Regions from separate parts of the Notamacropus eugenii genome. Here region 1 is linked to region 2. Evidence: chromatin contacts called from public Hi-C data. All regions are on one chromosome and are shown on one strand. Each heading gives the region's core, a stretch centred on a gene start, on an enhancer-like site or on the middle of the called end of the contact. The rest is flanking DNA. Distances are from core to core; before and after follow the strand shown. Region 1 holds the start of BBS12 (Bardet-Biedl syndrome 12). Region 2 holds the start of AFG2A (AFG2 AAA ATPase homolog A).

Evidence for each region. A called contact is a pair of places that touch in the nucleus more often than the background predicts.
Region 1: a Hi-C map of mixed tissue shows a contact between it and region 2, with 4 times the contacts expected there. The contact joins the promoter of BBS12 here to the promoter of AFG2A in region 2. A contact is called at or near these places in 2 of 2 Hi-C or Micro-C datasets (blood and mixed tissue).

The regions. Positions count from the first base shown.
Region 1 is chr7:161,846,801-161,850,028 of mMacEug1.pri_v2, forward strand. It overlaps BBS12 (Bardet-Biedl syndrome 12), which reads right to left and starts at 1,599. Exons shown (of 1, transcript XM_072625114.1): 1 at 1-1,599. The coding sequence starts at 1,599.
Region 2 is chr7:161,711,567-161,714,324 of mMacEug1.pri_v2, forward strand. AFG2A (AFG2 AAA ATPase homolog A) reads right to left here and starts at 1,317. Exons shown (of 14, transcript XR_011970731.1): 1 at 501-1,317. NUDT6 (nudix hydrolase 6) reads left to right here and starts at 1,416. Exons shown (of 5, transcript XM_072625110.1): 1 at 1,416-1,720. The coding sequence starts at 1,465.

The DNA.
Region 1 (3,228 bases), core at 349-2,848, 140 kb after region 2:
ACCTCCCAGGAAGACTTTCTCATCAACTAGAGCATGATACAAGCGATAAGCACAAGTCCAGAAATGATCTTCCTTGGCTTGCATCTGCGCTAGAACTGGGCTAGTGAGCACCGCAGTAACCAGAAGTATTCCTTCAGCCTTTATTAAGATTGCCACCTTGTTGCTCACTTCTTTGGCATTCAATTGACCTGCTCTCCACAGGCTCACATAGACATCACTCCCCACACAGTCTTCATTCAGTTGTGTGGCATAGGTCACCTGCACTGCTCCAGTGACCTCTGCAAAATCCTGCAGCACATGATGACTCACTGGTCCAACAAGCAGCAACTTGCTACACATACACCTTTCCGTTAAATTTTCAGACACATTTCCTCGCACCATAACTAGGTTGACATTTAACTGAGTTAATATCTCCAAAGTATGGTCCAGCCACAGTTTCTCATGATATGTCAGATTTTCCCGTTCAGTCTTGACATTTTCCAGGGCATTAAATCCCAAGTGGTGGTAATTCTCTTTGAAGTCACCATCAATGAGAACTACCCTCAAAGGCTGATTCTGGAGTTCTCTGACTATAGTGGTATAGTGTATTGATACAAGAGTTATGTATCCAGAACAAACACAAGAAAAGCTTTCCGGGACGCCTGGTAAACAGCAAGTGGAAATTTTTGATATATCAAACCTAAATGGCTCGGTACAATTCCTCTTTCTCACATGTGCATTCTGATATTGGCATCTGACTGCTGCTTCCACTAACGTCATACTGCTATGATCTCCATGACTCAGACCCACTGCCAACTGCACCAAATCACCACAATTCTGTACATAAGTGTCTGTCTGTCCTTTGCTGCTTGTCTGATAAGAGTCATTTTCTGCCCTACTAAAATGCCTACTGTGGCTTAGTCTTGATTTCCTGGTGTGGCTATTTGGAATCAGACTGATTTGGGGAATCAGAGACATAGTTTTATTTCCTTTAACTACAGATTGGGAACAGAAGTAAGAAGACCTAGAAGATAATTCAGAGGAGCGTCCAGAAGAAAACGTGGGAGCGGATGGCTGTGAAGACACATTCTTTATGCCAGGCTCTCTTTGGATCCAAGGAATCTCTGCTGGAATCTGCACAAGGGGGCTGGGAATGATGCTCAAGTTTCCAAGAAAAGGATATCTCCTTGTGTCTCCAGTGTTACCAACCACATCATGAAGAGGGATTTGAAGACGATCAACTTCCTCCCTGCAAGACTTCAGGCCTTCTGACATCACAGACACTATGACTGAAATAGGGATGTCCTGCTGAAGACACTCCAGGGCAGAGGCGCTCCACGCACCGATGAGAAACATCAGGGTATTGATCCCAGTCCCATACGCAGTCTTCTGCGACTGCACTGTTTCATAAAGAAGCTGTCCAACAGAACTACTTAAATCCAGATTTTCAAGAAGCCTCACTGTAGAACAGGTCAATACACTTTCATGAGATCTTTCGCCTATAATAAATTTGGTCGACTTTACTGGGCCTAGGAAACTTCGGCCTGTTTCTGTTAATGATGAAAGCTGCTGAAGGCCCATGTGTCTCCTTCTGTTTATATTTATGCAAGCCATGACCATGATTCAGTATCTCCAAGGAAATAAAAGCTCCTAACACCTCACACTCATTCAATGTTAATGGTAGTTACAAATCTTACATGACTCAAAGCAGTATGAAAACAGGCTGTGCATTGTGCTCAGATCCTGCTGACAGGGTATCATCCTTTGATCTGAATGTACATGTGGTAGATGCTACCATCTATGGCTAAGATACTCCCTTTGCAAGTATGCTACTCCTTCTACATGGGAGTCTTTTCCACTGACAGGACTTGATAATTAGACCTTGATTACATTTCGGTGGAATTTTCTCTTCTGTAAAGAAAAAGTAAAACCATGTTTACTTAAATGAATCAATGAAATAAGAGTAAATAAGTATTAAAAACCCCTATTTGCATTGGCAGTATGATAGCCTTTGATCATTATGGCTCCTACATGTGCCAAAGGGATATCAAGGAACAGTGGATCAAGTGCTGGGCTTAAAGCCACGGGTTCAAATTCCACTTCTGACACTAGCCGTGGGACCTTGCATAATAAGTTAATTACCCTCTCTCTATGTGCCTTAGCCAGGCAATAGGTCATACAGAGGTTAAGATCTTTTAGTGAAGGGCGTTTCCACACCAGGAGTGCCCTATGCTTATGAAGTCATAAATCATTTACACATTTATGCACATGTGAAATATGCTGACACACAAAATGATACAGATGACTTCTGGAACTGTATTTATGCACCTGTGTTCCTATTCATTGATGTATGCACACCACCTATGCATATCCACCTACCTACCTATCTACCTACCTATCTATATCTACCATATCTACCTGTCCATCTGTCTATTTACCATATCTACCTGTCTATCCACGTATCTGTGCATCTGTCTATCTACCCAGCTAACTGTTCATCTCTCTACCATATCTATCCATTTATCTATCTCCCTATCTTTCTGTCCATCTATCTTATCTATCTACCCATCTATCTGTCCATCTGTCTACCTATTTATCTACCCATCTGCGTCTATCAACCCATCTATCTACCCATCTCCCTCTCTATCTATCCAACTATCTACCCATCTCTCTCATCTCCCCCTCCCCCTCTCGTTCCCCCTCCCTTCCCCCCTCCCCCTCCCCTCCCTCTCTCCCTCTCTCCTCCTCCCCCCTCTCTCCCTCTCCCCACGTGATGACATGACCTATGACCTATGACCCGGCGCTACAGGAGAAGGCCTCTCCTTTCGGATGCTCGGAGACCTTGGGCATTCGCTGAGCGCCCGCCACGCACCCAGCGCTGCGCCCCTGCGCCCCCCTCCCCCAGGACGGGCGCCTCAGCTTCCTTCTCCGTCCAGTAAACGAGGGGCGGGGGCGGAGGACCCAGAGGGACAGGATTACGGGGCGTCCCCAAGAGGGGTGCGCCCTGGCCGGAGCACACGCGCGCACGCGCACGCCCACTCCCCCGCCCCGGCACTTGGCACGCACGGGGCCCACGCACACGCGCGCACCCCGGAGCCTCGGCGTCCCCCGGGGCCTCTCCCCACAGCAGGCCCCTCGTCCCCCGCACACCCCCTCGCTGTCCCCCGCTGACCTCACCTAAGTCGCTCCGCATCCAGGCCGGCCTCGGCTCCCGCCAGGCCCCGCTGCTCCAGCAGCCACCGCCCCCAG
Region 2 (2,758 bases), core at 67-2,566:
TCTACTGGGTGACTGGAAGGACAAGCTCGTGCAAACCCATCACTGCTCGATAATCACGGCACTAACAACCGTCTTCCTCTCCTATGGGTATCCCCCGCGCTGGCGGCTCCACAGCTGGCCTCAGAGCCCGGGAGACCTGAGTTCAAGTCCCACCTCGGACCCATTCTGGCTGCGGAGCCGGGGAAAGTCTCCAGGCAGCTAAGACCCTCGGCTCCAGGGGAGGAGATCGCAGGCACAGGCCCCTCCCCACGGCGGCACGGGCAGGTAAGAGGCCTTGCCGCTCTCCCCTTCACTGGCTCACACAGTGGGCAGGGCCGCCAGTCACAGGGCACGGGTCTGGAGGGGTCCTTCCACGCCCACCCGCATTTGACAGAGAAGGAAACTGAGGCGCCAGGAAAGGGCGGAGCGAGGAGCAGATGCCAGCTTCTCTGCCAGCAGGCAGGGTCTCCGGGCAGCCCCGCGCGGTGGCCGCCCCCGCCCTTTCTCCCCGGGAGCTTTACCTTTTTCCACCAAATCCACCACGACCAGGCGGCCGGCCCCGGGGTCCGGGCCAGGGCCGGGCGTGCCCGCGGGCGAGGGTCCGGGGGAGGTGGCGGGGGAGCCGCTGCCCGCGCCCTGGCTCCGCCGCGCTTTGCTTTTCTTGGAGGACATGCCGGGGGTGGAGACTCGACCCCTGGGGGGGCAGGAGGGGCCTTGGGGGGGCAGGAGGGGCCCTGGGGGGCAGGAGGGGGCGCAGCCGGGGCCCTGGGGGGCAGGAGGGGGAGCAGCCGGGGCTCTGGGGGGGCAGGAGAGGGAACAGCCGGGGCTCTGGGGGGGGAGCAGGAGGGGCCCTGGGGGGGCAGGAGGGGCCCGGGGGGGCAGGAGGGGGAGCAGCCGGGGCTCTGGGGGGGCAGGAGGGGCCCGGGGGGGCAGGAGGGGGAGCAGCCGGGGCTCTGGGGGGGCAGGAGGGGGAGCAGCCGGGGCTCTGGGGGGGCAGGAGAGGGAACAGCCGGGGCTCTGGGGGGGGAGCAGGAGGGGCCCTGGGGGGGCAGGAGGGGCCCGGGGGGAGGGCAGCAGCAGCCCGGCCGCCGGCACCACGTGAGTGCACAGAAAAACTTCCTGGGCAGAGGTGGCCGGGACTCCGCCCCCAGGCCCCGCCCCGCCGAAATACTCCGAGGCCGAGCCTCCCCGAGCCCCAGGCGCGCCTACTGAGGCGGGGACCTTGGCCGAGCTGGGCCTTTCCCGGCCGCCTCCCACATCCGCTTACAGGAGCCCCATTGGCGCTGTCCTGGGGGCAGAGGCTGGGGAGCGGGATGGCTAGCTCCGGGACCGTGGATCCCGAGCCGGGCCTCTTCCTGCCCTGCCTGCAGCCTCCTTTCCTAATGGCTGGTCCGGTAAGGGGGCGGGGCTGGGGCTGCGCTGCTATTCGGAGGCTTACGGCCGGCCCCGCCCCCTCCGGCGGCCTCCGGCAGCAGCAGCGGCGGGATGTGGGGGCTGTGGCGGGGGAGGCGGCAGCCGCTGCTGCTACACTTGCAGTTGCTACATTTGCCGGCGCTACAGTTGCAGCTTCAGCCGGGGCTGCTTAGGCAGGAGGCGGCCCGCGCGCTGTCCAGCGGCCCCGGCCCCGGCCCCGGCGGCCTGCGAGGACAGGTCGATCGCTTCGGAGGGGTCACTGTGCGGCTGGACCAGCTCCGGCCTGAGGACCGCGTAGACCCGGCCACCTTCCGGACGTGGCTCCAGGGCAAGTGCGCCGCCCCCTCCCCAACCGCCCTGTCTCGTCGGGATCTCCGCCAGGGCGAGCTCTCCCGGCCTCAGTCTCCCCATCTGGACAGCGGGCGTCCCTACCGCACCAAATGCAGCCGGGCCAGCCGGGCCGGGCCTTTTGGGGGGCATCAAACGAGATGTCCCGCGTGCCCCGCGCTTCGCCATCCCGAAAGCGCTAAGCAGATGTTAGCGGTATTGCCCTGTCCCGGGGGCCGCCCCGAAGTGGCCCGGTCCCAGCTGTCCTGCTCGGTGTGACTGAACTGGGCATGTGGTCCAACCTTCCCGCTGGAGCTTTACGCACCCATGAACCCGGGGTTGTTGGGACTGCACCTGGGTGGTGACGTGAGCAGAACGCTAAACTTGGAGTCGGGGAGGCCTGGGTTCAAATTCTACCTCAAACTAACTGGGGGACCGTAGACAAGTCACCCCCCAAAAAATCCTCTGTGCCCCTGTTTCCTCATTTGTAAAATGCTGTTCATATTAACCTGAAATCCTGCTTCCTGGAGTTGTCCACGGGCCCTTCATTCATCGGTCACTAAGTGCCCAAGACTAGGAATACAGATAAAAGTAAACAGCCCCTACCCTCCTGGACCTTACAGAAACATCTAAACGAGAGCTGAAAAGCGGGTGAGGAGAATGGCAGGGGCAAAGTAGAGAAAATCAGGAGAGTCCAGAGGGCAGCCTCTGCTACGGTCTGGCTGGTCAGAGCCTCCTCCTTTAAATGGAGGTCTGGTAGGAACCAGCCAATGAGAGGGAGAAGCTGAAGGGCTGAGGTGTGACGTTCAGGGCTGGAGTGACCAAAGAGCAGGCTTTCTGAGACTGTGGAGAAAGCAGGGAGTGCGCCCTGAAAAGCCAGAAGTGAGACTAACAGAGAAAATAAATGTAAATCGCTTTGTAAACGCTGTCCAGAAGGACGGTTGGCCAGGCTAGAAGGCAGCCCCAGGCCTGACAGGCAATTGGGGAGTGGGGGTGGGGAGAGCACCTGGCTGGGATCCTTCCCTTCAGCTTAAAATCT